Regions from separate parts of the Arachis hypogaea genome. Here region 2 is linked to region 1. The links are chromatin contacts, called in public Hi-C maps. All regions are on one chromosome and are shown on one strand. Each heading gives the region's core, a stretch centred on a gene start, on an enhancer-like site or on the middle of the called end of the contact. The rest is flanking DNA. Distances are from core to core; before and after follow the strand shown. Region 1 holds the start of LOC112733059. Region 2 holds the start of LOC112733060 (probable methyltransferase PMT26).

Region 1 (7,221 bases), core at 1,742-4,241:
TATCTGGTGAGTTCTACCTGTAGTACGGGTTAGGTAGCAGCACATCTGTTCTCTTTCAATATGGACATCAGGATCAAAACTAAACCAGCTGACCTGCCAATTATGAACATAAACTGAGGTTTTCTTTTTCTTTTTAATTGCAGAGGAAACACTTGATTTGACCCAAAACTTCAATCTAATGAACATAAATATAGGATTAAATGGATAAACCTCTTTGTCTCCATGCTGAGGCTCTAAACCTGAGAAATCTACAGTACGAATGTCCACTCGGGCAGGGGTTCCGGTTTTCAGCCGATCAGTTTCAAAACCAAGACGCTGTAAGTTCTCAGTTAATCCATGAGAAGCAGACTCGCCAGCTCTTCCTGCAGGCATGGAAGTTCTACCAACCCAGATTTTGCCACTCATAAAAGTTCCTGTTGTGAGAACAACAGATGGAGCATAGAATTTCATCCCAAAAAATGTACAAACACCTTCCACATTATCATTTTTCCCAAGTAATATATCTGTGACCATAGCCTCTCTGATTGAAAGGTTTGGTGTGCTGCAAAAGATACAGTAAAGACAAATCAGCTAGGAAGTAACTTAAAAATAGCATTTGCATAGAGCAGGTAAAAGAAAACACAACTGGCTACTGGAGTTGGAAAGCATCACCATGTAGAACCCTTACATGTCTTGTCCTTATTATTGTTGTTATCTTCATACTTGATTATAAAATTATAAAAACGGACGATTGATAGAGCTAGAGAAATGTTGCTACTAATAATTATAATTTTCAAATGATATGTAACCGGCTATGCATAGATTTATTTTTAAAGCATTATAACTAAGATAATTATATTTTTTGAAAAAGGAAAATCCAACGTTAGAACTTTACTTAAAATTTTTAACCCTTTGAAACTTTGGTTCATGCTCTACCACTGATTGACTGTCATTAAACACAGGCAAAAGCAGTGTGGAAAAATGGATACAGGAAATGACAGACTACACAGAAAATAAAATATATGGATGTGAACTTACCTTTCTACTACACTTTTCATTTGCATGGCATATTCCCTTTTATCAGTTTGAGCACGTAATGCACGAACTGCAGGTCCTCTGGATACATTAAGCACCCGCTTCTGCAAGTAACATCTGAACACAAGCAAATATGTGTATGAGCGAAGAAAACCCCAACTCTTCAAACTAGAATATATGCAAATGAAATTTACTATAAAACCATCACTGAGAGATAAAAGATAGCAGAGTTACTCATAAAGCAAAAGTAAATATCTTATATACTAATATATAAAAAACAGAAAAAGGAAGCATCAACTAGAAGTGAAAGAAACAAACTATATCTACTAACTTCTAATCTTATATATAGTGGTCACTGAAGAAAGAGGTACAATCTTGTGAATTTTCAGCAGATTATTAGAATGACACAAGGATCTACAAGTAAAGCACAAAGATAATACAAGATTCAAACTGAGTAATGCTCTCCTTATGGACCAAACTACTCCACCCTATTTAAAGCAATGAAGATGTCAACACTCTTACCTCTAAGCTCATATAACTTCAAAATCAGATAGGTAAGAGAATTTTGCAACTTCCCAGCAGACTCGGCAACTTATCATTGCCACTTTTTCATTATCTTTATATTATGTCCTATCATCCTTTCATTATGACCTACAATGGTGGAATGCAGAACTTTAACAATCTTATTAAAAGATCAGGATTTCGGATTTGGAAAATTGGGTTCTTATCATATCATATGCTAAAAAAGTAAATATTTTAGCAATGCAGTTGGGAAATCTTCACCTAATCTTTGTCCAGTATAAATAATAATACTTAATGGACCAACCCTCACTGAAATAACCAAAAGAAAAATGGCAGCTAATGTCTAAAGGAATCCCAGAAAGGAAATGAGGCAAGTAAAGCCAGGTACCATCTAATGATCATGACAATCTACATTCACAATATCGAGGGAATTAAAGTATGGTAAAGAACTAGAAATGAACTTTTACAAGTCTCACACTTTACCTGTCAGCAATCTTCCCTATTTCACCACCTAGCGCATCCACTTCGTGAACCAATTGAGACTTCGCAGGTCCACCAACAGCTGGATTGCAAGGCTGCAGCAAACTCAGCTCAGTTAGCAACTCGTCAAATCTTGGCATAGAGCCAGAAGCACACATCATACACCATGCGCTTAACCAAATACACACAATACGCATAAGGTACAGCAAGTCAAAAGGCGAAGTTGTACCAGTTGAATTAAGTACATTGCAACATGAATATGTTAACAACTATAACATTGATTACAGATTAATTATTGATTGAAGCTAAGACAATATTAATAGTGGAAAGTAAACCTGCCAGGCAATACGGTCAATGTTGAGAGTAAGAAGAAGAGTTCTTGCACCCAAACGCGCAGAGGCAAGTGCGGCTTCACAACCTGCGTGCCCTCCTCCAACCACAATCACATCATATTTTTCATCAGCTGTTCCAATTCCATCGTAATTCGCCTCTGCAAATTCCTCAAACAACCAAACACACCGAATTTTCAATAGCATTGACACCAAAGAAGCACCAAATTTGGGGGAAAAGAAGAAGAAACAGTGGTATGTACCTCCGGAAGTGGAAGCAGCTGCGACAGCTGAGAAGCGCCGGAAGAAAGCGGGGACAGAGGAGGAGTTTGGGCGGCGTAATTTGTGGTGGAACGTGACGTGGTGAGGGTTCAGAAGAGTGTCAGAAGAAGGGGACGTAGAGAATAGTTTTTTGGAGAAGCTTTGGCCAAAACGACAGAGATGGAGGGTGAACAGCGTCGTCGTTGCCATTACAGATAGTATGGTTATGGCATTGGCTTCCCGATTATAGTTTCTTCAAAACGGTTTGGTAACTTTGGTCGTCGTGCTCCTTCAATGCCGTTTCATCGTTATCCGGTGTTGCTGCAGCTGCCTCATCGAACCTCATCCCATTCTAGCGAAGCCGATCAACATTGTGGGCCAAGCCCAAACTTCTTATTGGGCTTCCAACAAAAGGTTTTGTAAAAATATGAAACAAGTAGTTCCTACTTCCTAGGTTAGTGTGTGAGTGTGCATGTATGAACAAAAAAGAAAAAAAAAACACTGAGGCACTTTCCATGATTAAAAAAGAAAATTCAAGTAACCAAGTTAGGTTGGTCTAGTGATTAGCTCACTAGTTCACTTAAGCAAATGTCGATTCGAATCAACCATTATAAGGGGTGGTTATGTCTGTGGAGGACACTCCCGTTCTCACGAACCACAAGGTGAGCCTGGAGAGGACCCATGAAGATAGCTAAGAAGGTAAGGAAAACAGGGGAGGGGCAAGGCTTCTCAGAAAAGAAGGAGGAGCTGTGAATGAAGGAGTAACCAGAAGAACTTTCAGTGAAAAGATGGAGGAGGATGGAAGAGCAACAACAAAAGATAAATGAGGCTGCTATGAAGAACCTTAGACATCCATGGTGAGACACGCTTTAATCTTTTAGCTGATGGGAAGGAATATTTTTCTACCAATTCTAACTAGAAGGCTAGAGAGCACGTGGGAGAAACAAGAAAGCATTTCATGGTCAAGTTCTACTCCCAAAAGGATCTTGCTTACGTTCTGGCAGAGGGGTCATGAAAGATTTTTTACCATTATCTCTCAATCCGGTTCTGGAAGCCAAAATTCAACCCCATGGAGGCAACTATAGATATGGTGGCAGCTTGGGTAAGGCTCCCCATATTATCAATTGAATACTATGAGAAGGAGATACTGGAAAGGATTGGAATGTTGTAAGAAGAACGCTCAAGATGGACTCTAACACAGTTGATAAATGCAGAGAAAAAGTTTGCATGGTTGTGTGTAGAGCTAGATCTTATAGAACCTTTTATTTCTAAATATTCTATCAATGGAGTAAGATACCTAGTGGAGTATGAAGGGCTATATGCATCTGTTTTGAGTGTGGTAGAGTCGGCCATGAGAAGGATAAGTGCCCAGCAAAGATAATGGTGGAAAAGGAGAAAGGGGGTGAAGCAGCGGTAGGGGCTCGAACGGTCAAGGGAGAGGAGGAGAAGATGAACAATAAAGACGAAGTGCGCAAAAAGACAAAGAGGTCATTAATGGAAATAAGGAGGGTAAATTAGGAAAAGAAAATTCACAAGATCACTTTGGATTGTGGATGGTGATACAACGACAGCCATGTGGCAAGAGAACAAAAGGAGGTGATGCAGCAGGGAGTAATGGGGTGAAAGGCATGAATGGGAAGAGTTGGAAAAAGAATACAGAGAACGTGGATGATACGAGGTTTGCAGCTTTATCTGTGGAGGACATAAATGCTAACGAATCCAATCATAAGGATGCAGAGGTTGCCCGCCAAAGGCAATCAAAAGGATCAAGAAAGAAAACCCCAAAAAAATCCTACTAAGCCTATTAATGCGACCCCACCCAGCAACTTTCTAGGCCATAACAATATCATAGCCTAATCATCGAAAAACCCACAAGTGAGACCAATAAGCCCAATAAGTTTGGTAAATCCATCAGCTCCTATCCAGAATACTTTTAAGACCCACAATGAATCTAATAATGACCAATCCAGAACACAACACAACACATGACCCTTACACCATCCCAACAAAAGCCCAAAATCTAGAAATCAAAAACCCTTAACACACAATAATATCATAAACAGTTTCCACCACACCCCAGGTATGAGCCATGTTCCTCAACCAAACTCTCCACAAAGTACGGGGAAAGATATAGTAGTGCCTAAAATTGCCCTTATGGAGGAAGACCAAGCCGTTGCTAGGGTTGCACACGGATCGGATCAGATATGAGCGAAATCTCGATTGGATCCACACTAATCTCATAGGATCAGATTAGATACAATATCCAAATTTTTTAGGCTTGGATCCGATCCAATCTTCTCCACACATTTGCGGATAGGATAGGATCGAATATCGGATATCCCACTCAAAAAAATTTCTTAAAATTAAAAATTCAAAACAAAAATAAAAATAATTTCACTACAACATGAACCATAAGGCTAACAATTTCTAATTAAACTAGAATCAGACCATAATAGAATTTAAATCACAAAAAATAACCAGAAGCAGATCCAGAACTGCAAAAGTGAAGCAGAAATAGAATTGCAAAAGGTGAAGCAGATCCGCACTGGAACAGCGATCAGAAGTAGATTAGCGATTGAACAGCGACAGAAGCATAACAACGGTGATGATTAAGTGATTAACAGTGCTAACAAACAGATGAGGGAAAGCGAATGGAGACCGAACAAAGAGGCAAGGCAGCAAGGAAGAAAAGAGGAACGACAAGAACAAAGACAACGAATGCGCCGACCGAGGAGACGATGATGCGACGGAGGAGACGACGACACGATGAAGGGGATGAGGAAGTAGACGTGGTCTGAGGAGAGGATGGAGGGGACGCAACGATGGAGGAGATGCCGATGACGGAGGTGAACAACGGTGATTGGATGAGGTCGGTAGTGAGCTCTGAGAGAAGTAGAGAGGCGAGTATGGGATGTGAGAGAGGAGAGAGCAGTGCCATTTAAGAGGGGTTAGGGCTTCTGGGTTAGGTTTTTTGAAATATGAAACTATGCTATTTATATTTTCTAATTATATATATTTTTTTATTTATTAAAGGTACGGATCTGCGAATCTGCGGATATCAATGCAATATCCACTACCGAATCCTATCAGAGTGCAGATTGGATCTGATCCAATCCAATGACTCTGCGGATCGGATAATATCCATAAAATGCGGATCAAATGTGGATAAATACCGCAGGTATTATCCGATCCATGTGCACCCCTAGCCGTTGCCATGGATCCAAAACCGTCAGATCCACATTCTATAGACTCAGAGATCATGCTAGAAGCAGCATTAATATTTGAGGAAAAAGTGTAACACCCTAATTACCTTAAGCCTTACCTCGCGCCGTAAAGCAAAGGTTAATCAAAGGTTATGACAATTCTAAAGCTTAAACATATTATATAGAAAGAATTCATATATTCTAGAAGCCCGATGAAGGATTAAGCTCAAAAATAGAATTCGAAAAGCGCAAAACGTACTCACGAAACTACCCTAAATGAAGGACAAGATATACATACGGATATCAAGAAATATGTAAATAAATATATCAAAAGATAATAATATACAGATCTAGCCGCCGCTCGCAGAGTTTAAGCCGACTAGTTATATACAGACATACAGAGTTTAGATAGTTAAAACAGCTTATACAAACTTCCTCTCAATGTAAGCCTCTAGGAAAAATAAATACAAAAGGGAGAGATCTATACAAAAATAATCAAAAGGACTTCAAAACAGGATAAAGGTCCTCCGTTCTGTCACCACCAAAGCAACTCACTGAGGTGGGTTACGACCTGCATCTGAAAAACAACAATAGAATATGGTAAGAGAACCGGAGGTTCTTAATATGGTAACAATGCCCAATGATGTAAGATATAAGACTTCGAGAAGCTAGAGGCAAACCTAGAACTTCATATCCATCACAAGATTCAACTTAAAGCATAAGTAAAACATTAAAACATCACTTAAAACCATAATAATAAAGGGGTAATCTAACTTAGTGGATTTCTAAACTAACAATTCTCCGCTGTCCCACAGCCTTCACCGACCTATCCTCCATGCGATCCCATTGCCACCGCCCTCCGAGCCTCCTCAATCCTAGTAGAATACACAATTAATACAATGCAAGTAAAACACAAGTATAAGCATATATGTCAATTAATTCAAATAGGCAATTAGGCATGTTATACAATTAGGCAAGCAATACAAGTCGGCAATGAAAGCAAACAGATAAAAGATGCACATGATGAATACCTGTCCTATTGGCTGTGATATCACTTCTCGGTCTATAAATGTCAACCCAACACATCCGTTCGGATGTCGCCTTTCTGCCACGTCCGAGGATATAGCGCCTGGCATGCTTTTGTTCCGAGGATATAGTGCTTGGCTCACTTGCATGCTCATTCCGAGGATATAGTGCCTGACACACTCTTGTGGCAGAGAAGGAAAGCAACAACAACATCTATTTCATCATAAATCATTCCAAGGATATAGTGTCTGGCACACTTTCCACACCCAACAAGTCCATTAACCTCAAATCATCACCATTCCAAGGATATAATGCCTGGCGCATGCCCATAGGAATTTTCAAGAAGTGTGTGTTGATGAAGAGATTTTTGTCGGTATAGAATTTCT
Region 2 (7,221 bases), core at 1,446-3,945, 150 kb after region 1:
AAATAAGGATAAACTACTATTTTTATACATAAAAATTTCAAACGCTGACAAATCTACCTATAAAATAACGAAATTGAAGTTGTACCATGAAAGATGGGTATTGTACGACAAAAAAATTTAAACTCTAAAAAGTTTCCCAGAAACTCCAAATTACCATTCTTTTAACCTTAATTTTTTATCCCCATTGCAAATACTATAAGCAACACAATTAATTTTCTAAAATTGTCAAAAATTAGAAAAAAAGGGGGGTGCTGGCAGGACTGGGAGCGGCCATCACTGTTGCCATCGAGCAAGAGAGAAAGAGTGAGAGAAAAGGCCGAAATAGAGATAGTGAAAGAAAACAACAAAACCGAGGAGAGGAAGGAAAGGATGTGTTGTCGCCGCCAAAGCTTCCCTCGAAGTCGCGGCTGTCAGAGCTGCCACTAGAGGAAGGAAGAGATGTATTGCCATCGTAGCTGGAGGCGTAGAGAATGAAGAGAGGGAGAGCTCAGGTTAGTCAGAGAGAAAGAGGAGAGTTGCAATGGAAGAGGAACCGTTCCGTCACTATCGCGTCTGCTGTCACCGTCGACGAAGTTCGCCGCTGGAGGCACTGTCCTCACTAATGGTAGTGGTCGTTGTCAAGGTGGATACAACAGAAACAGTAGTGATGTAAGTTGCATTTATGATAATAGCAATTACTGTGGTTTTGGGAATGGTGGCAGTGACTAGTATTTGGTTATGGTTCATAGTGATGCATAGATCTATCTAGCTTTTGACCTCTGAATTTAGTTGTTTGTTGGGAGGATGGTAATGGTAAAAAGAAGGAGGCGACGGGATGGTGGTTGGAGTGAAGGTGGTACTAGCAGTTGTGGTAGATGTGGATAAGAATTGGAAAAGAAGAATTTAGTGGTGAGGGATTAGGGATTAGGATGGATTAAGTTAGTCTAAGAAGGGTAATTTGAGATTTTTGGGTAGTTTTTAGAGTTTAGATAATTTTGTCATACGGAACCTATGTTTATTGGATACAACTTAAATTTCATTGTTTTGTGAGTAGATTTGTCAGCATTTAAAATTTTCGTGGACAGAGAAATCTTAGAATTTTAATATAGAGGAGTCGAATTTTAGACAAGTTTTTAATTATTTTTTATTATATTTTTTCATTCCATAAAAGGAATTTAAACATAATATATAGTTATTGAGTTAATTTTTTAAAAGGTTTATCACTATATATATTAAAAATTATAAATTTTTCCACAATTTTTTTAGAATGACAGTTATATAAAAGAAACATAACAATATCAATAGTATATTATAAAATTATAAAATATCAATAATTTATAACGTATTTAGTTAAAAAATTATTACATATCTTATTAATTAAAATTAATTCGTTTAAAATTTTTAAAAAATTTATAAACAAATTATAAACTATTAATTATATGAAAGACATAGCACCTTATAGAATATCTTTATAAAAGATTTTTTAACAACATAAATTAAAAAAAAGAGTTTTTTTAATAAGAAAAGAATATCTAAAATACACAATGTGATTATCAAAATATAACTACGTAAGTCATTATTAATATTTTATATAATAATATAAATGTTAAATATGTTAATATTAAAAAATAAATGATTTTTTTAAAAAATAGATATAGAGATAATTATAAAAATTTTTAACTATGCTACGTGTATACAAAAATCAGTCATTAAAGTCAGCCACTAGTATAAAATATATGTTAGAATATAAATATACATTGAAAATAAATTAAACCATAAATATAATGGTGACTGATTTTGATATACAAATAGCACTTTTGATAAAAACTAATTTAAAAAGTACAAAAGTTTGAGGGTATGATATTAAATTAGGTAAGTAAAAATATTAGTAAACTAAATAATTGAGAGATAAATCCATTACATAATAAAAAATAATACATATAAAACTACTAATTATATAATATTTTTTATTTCTTTAAACATATATCTCATATATATAAGTAAAGTTCCTTAAAATTAAGGGGAGCGAGATTACTACTCATCCTCCTCTAGATCCATTTCTGACATCGGTAGAAATAATAGTTTACTCTTAAAATAATATAAATCATTACAATATATATTAATGCAAATTATACATTATTAAATTATTAGTTAGAACTTTGTCAAATTTAAAGTTTTAAACTGATATTAGTGAGATCCAACTCTGCTTGTCGTGTCACAAATAATAACTTTGCTCTTTTACTTTCATTCACATGAGACACATTAACTCTCCAAACTTGATACGTAAATTCAGCAGCGGGAAACATTTCTCATTTCAGCACCATAAAATTTTCCTTAACATGTTCATTTATGGTTCTAGACTACTATGTTTACATGTCGAGGACGATCCAAGTATAGAAATTCTCATGCAAAGTGGAATATTTAAAAAAACAACTCTGAATGCAATTTTAACGGAGGAAGATACAATAATACACAAACAATTAATTAATCGTAGCATTAGTAAGAACTAAGAAAGGAAGAGGGAACGCCGAACGACCATGATAATTGATAAGGGTGTTAATTGGCTTATTTTGAGAGGTGATTTAGGCGGGGGATTATTATTACTGCTGCTTGCGTTTAGGGCGCACGTTAATCATTAATCAGCACCCGTTTCACCGCCTTTCATGTGGCCAACACTCTCCTATTCCTACTCGCTTCTGTTCTCTGTTTTTTCGTTGTAAATAAAACTACTTATTATTATTTTTTTTAAACCCATTTTTATTTTTTATATATTATATCACATGATCACATTTTAGTTTTGTTTGTTTTTATTTCAGTCCAAAAAATGAAAAAGAAGGACAAACGCAAAAGACATTGAATTGATAACTGATAGCAACCCAATTGGCTCCATCATTTTCCATCATATATTACACCCCACCCTCTTGCTTTTCTCCCCTTACACTCAAATCTCCCTCTTTCTTCCCCGTGAAAACCAGCACAACACAACGCCAACGCCAACGCCAACGCCATGGACATGGATACAAGATAACCACTCTAATCTTCTTCCTCCTCCTCCTTCTCAGATCTGCTCCATTCCGAATATCCATAGGTACTGCACTCCCTTCAATCTATTCTCCTTGTCATCCTTACATATCGTTCTCCCTTTTATTTCTTTCTTTATTATTCCTTTACACGTCGCTGTTTTGTGTTACCGATTCAATATCTATATAATTTATTGATTTTATTTTGCTTGTTCTCTCGTTTCTGAGCTCACTGTGGCGGTTTTCTTATATTTCGTTGTCATATTTCTTTGTGATTGCATTGTTCCGTGAAAGGGTGATTACGTTATCTTTTATCGTAGTTCTTTATTTTCTTTTTTCTTTCCGGTAGCGTAGATCTGAGTGAGTGTTCTTGATTACGCTTTGACTTTACGCTGTTGCTTGCTAATCTGTTCAATACGTTCGATATTTTTGTCAACCGCTTCAGCAATCCGCGGCAATCATTTAGTTTATGCATCTCTCTGTTTGACAGCTTCTATTGTTGAATTTCGCTCTTTATCGTTCAAGATTGGCATTTCCGTTCGTGGAACTTTCTGATCCGGTTGTTCTTGGTTTTTGTGAATTGATTAGATCTCCTACTGTGTTCAATATTTGTGTTCGTTCTTTCATAACTTGAAAAATGTTAATGTAATGAAAAGAGGAAATTGAAATCATCACTAATCTATGGCAATGGCTAAACCTCCAATTCGATTTGACTTAAAGATTTGTTAGCATCCTGTAATTTGATTTTTCTTAATAGTTATTGTCACATGGAATTTCCGTGTAACTGTATGTGTTTCGTTAGATTTATTTATATTTGAGTTGTGTAGATGTGGGCGACTGAGTTCTGCCATTACTAATCAGATTATGAGCATGGTTGGTGTTTAATTCTGGTTTTATTTCTTGACCAGGTTTAAACTATCCGTGTGAATTGTTGGACCCTGCTAAAACATGGCTCAAGCAAGATATACTAGAATAGACAATAATAAAAAGTCATCGTCCAGTTTCTGCTCGACAGTGACAATTGTTGTGTTTGTGGCTCTATGTCTGGTTGGGGTATGGATGATGACATCCTCCTCTGTAGTTCCTGCACAAAATGCCGATGTTACACAGGACAACAAGACCGATGCTGCTCAGGACAGCACGATTGACATGAAAGAAGCACAGAGTGACACGAAAGAACAGGTGACTGACAACAACAATAGTGGCAACACTCCGAAGTTTGAAGACAATCAGGGTGATCTTCCTGAGGATGCAACCAAGGGGGACACAAATGTCACCTCAGAAAACAACTCTGACGTGAAAGAAAACCAGGAAGAAAAATCAGAGGACAAGTCTGAAGAAAAGTCTTCTAAAGAATCTAAAACAGAAGATGGAGACAAGAAAACCGAGGACAAAGATTCCCCCACAGAAAGTACTGAATCAAACTCACAAACTACAGAAAACAAGGATAGTGGTGAAACTGAGAAACCTGGTTCTGGTGATAGTGAGAAGAAATCTGAATCTGATGAGAGCGATACAAAATCTGAATCGAATGAAAATAAGCAATCTGATTCAGATGAAAGTGCAAATAAATCTGATTCAGATGGAAGTGAAAAGAAATCTGATGACTCAAGTGAAACAACTGATAACAAGACAGAAGATAAGGTGCAACAAAGTGATAAAGAATCAGATGTAAGCTCCAATGAGAAGGAAACAGATGACAGTGCCAACAAGCAGACTTCAACTGAAGTATACGCTTCTGGGGCCCAGTCAGAGCTTCTGAATGAAAATACCACTCAGAATGGGTCTTTTTCAACTCAGGCAGCAGAGTCGAAGAATGAAAAGGAGTCACAAGCATCCTCCAAGCAATCCACTGTGTACAACTGGAAATTATGCAATTCCACTGCTGGCCCTGACTACATCCCATGCCTTGACAACTTGAAAGCAATCAGGAAACTTCCAAGTACCAAACATTATGAGCACCGAGAAAGGCACTGTCCTGAAGAACCTCCTACCTGCCTTGTCCCTCTTCCAGAAGGATATAGACGCCCAATTACATGGCCCAAAAGCAGAGAGAAGGTATGCATCAACATAAATGCAAGCAAGTATCATTATTGGTTTGACAAGATATTCTTCAATAAAATAATGAGCTGTTTTCTTGCAGATATGGTATTACAACGTTCCACACACTAAGCTTGCTGAATATAAGGGCCATCAAAATTGGGTGAAAGTTACAGGCGAGTACCTTACCTTTCCGGGTGGTGGAACCCAATTCAAGCATGGGGCACTTCATTATATTGACACTATACAACAGGTAAAATTGGTTGCTTTTGATGTTTACAAGTTTCATATGAAAAAAACTGGATGGGATGTTGTTGCAAGTTCCAGAAATCCATATTACCTGTTACATGAAAAAATGTTGTATACACTGCTCCCGAATCTCGATTGATCTCTTTATATAATTCTTGTGTTCTCTAGTTGCTTCTTCTAATTTAATTTCAAATCAAACAAAGCAAAATTAACATGGAGTTTTGTGACCTTTGCTCAAGTATTTGTGATTTCATTATTGATTTTACAGATAAATATTCAGAATATTTTATCCTATGTGTCATCCACCATAAAAGGATATCATTTCAAAATTACCCTCAGAAGTCTTTGTTATATTATTTGTTGAGTATGATAAAAGGTTGTCAGAGCGTGTGTTATGTGATTTCTGATTTACTAACTTGAAATGTGATCTCCTCTATTTTATTTTATTGACATTGTTGAGGAACATTGTGATGCAGTCTGTACCTGATATAGCTTGGGGCAGACGCTCACGGGTGGTATTAGATGTTGGATGTGGTGTTGCCAGCTTTGGTGGCTTTCTCTTTGAGAGAGACGTACTTACAATGTCTTTGGCACCAAAAGATGAACATGAAGCTCAGGTACAATTTGCACTTGAGAGGGGAGTTCCTGCCATTTCTGCCGTGATGGGTACAGTGAGGCTTCCCTACCCTGGAAGAGTATTTGATATAGTCCATTGTGCACGATGTAGAGTTCCGTGGCATATAGAAGGTATTTCACTGTTTTATAGTGTTTAGATGAATGCATGTTCATACAAGCTTGAATTGTTATGCAGCTTTTCTGTACTGAACAGTCTGGACCTGATCCTTTGAGAATTTAGTGAGACAGCTTCTTTATATAGTAATAATATAACACGGATTCATGTGCAAGTGGCTTTTTATTTTAGCAGCTTACCATTTGTACAATTGTAGGTGGAAAACTTCTCTTGGAGCTGAATAGAGTATTGCGGCCTGGTGGTTTCTTTGTTTGGTCTGCTACTCCTATTTATCAAAATAAGACAGAAGATGTTGAAATATGGAAAGGTAGATGATAACTAGACTGCTGGCTCTGTTAAGCATTTTAATGTCGGGGTATATCGACACTGACATTTTATGATTTGCTTTGTAGAAATGAAAAAGCTAATAAAAGCAATGTGCTGGGAAGTTGTGAACATTACCAGGGATAAACTTAATGGAGTTGGTATAGCAACATACAGAAAGCCAACTTCTAATGAATGTTACGAGCAACGATCTAATAACGAGCCACCTATGTGTCTAGATTCTGATGATCCAAATGCAGCATGGTATTTCTTCATGAAACATTATTATTATTATTATTATTATTATTATTATTATTATTATTATTATTATTATTGTGTTTGGTTAAAAAGTTTCCGAAGGGCACATCTTAAGGAGCCTAGGGTGGGGGTAAAAATTTTGAAGTTATTGGATTCAGTGGTTTAAGAATTTAAAATGAAAAATTAATTTCCAATGAAAAACACTTTTAGCTTCGTGAAGAGTGTTCTTCACTCCTTTGTTCACTCTCCATCCTTCTCAAATTAACTGGCTCTCTTACTTTTTGAGTCAATTGTAAAATTAATGTATTTGCTTACACTTTTGTCTAAATATATTAGCTTTTCAATGAATAAAAAAAGAGAGAGAAAGAAACAATTAATAAAAGAAAATTCATAATGATTATCTTCATTTATATGACATGTCTTCTATCTGATCTCTTTGATCCCAGGAACGTTCCATTGCAATCTTGCATGCACAAAGTGCCAGTGAGTTCATCAGAGCGTGGTTCACAGTGGCCAGCGCAATGGCCAGCAAGACTGACTAATGTACCTTACTGGTTGACAAGTTCTCAAGTTGGAGTTTATGGAAAGCCTGCTCCTGACGATTTTACTGCGGACTATGAT

The links. A called contact is a pair of places that touch in the nucleus more often than the background predicts.
Region 2: a contact with region 1 is called in a Hi-C map of leaf, with 2.1 times the contacts expected there. The contact joins the promoter of LOC112733060 here to the promoter of LOC112733059 in region 1. A contact is called at or near these places in 2 of 8 Hi-C or Micro-C datasets (both in leaf).

The regions. Positions count from the first base shown.
Region 1 is chr13:122,287,409-122,294,629 of arahy.Tifrunner.gnm2.J5K5, forward strand. It overlaps LOC112733059, which reads right to left and starts at 2,992. Exons shown (of 14, transcript XM_025781920.3): 1 at 2,609-2,992; 2 at 2,352-2,506; 3 at 2,020-2,111; 4 at 1,018-1,131; 5 at 211-541; 6 at 1-93. The coding sequence starts at 2,816.
Region 2 is chr13:122,440,662-122,447,882 of arahy.Tifrunner.gnm2.J5K5, forward strand. It overlaps LOC112733060 (probable methyltransferase PMT26), which reads left to right and starts at 2,696. Exons shown (of 9, transcript XM_025781921.3): 1 at 2,696-3,067; 2 at 3,908-5,057; 3 at 5,143-5,292; 4 at 5,765-6,035; 5 at 6,236-6,346; 6 at 6,432-6,606; 7 at 7,047-7,221. The coding sequence starts at 3,948.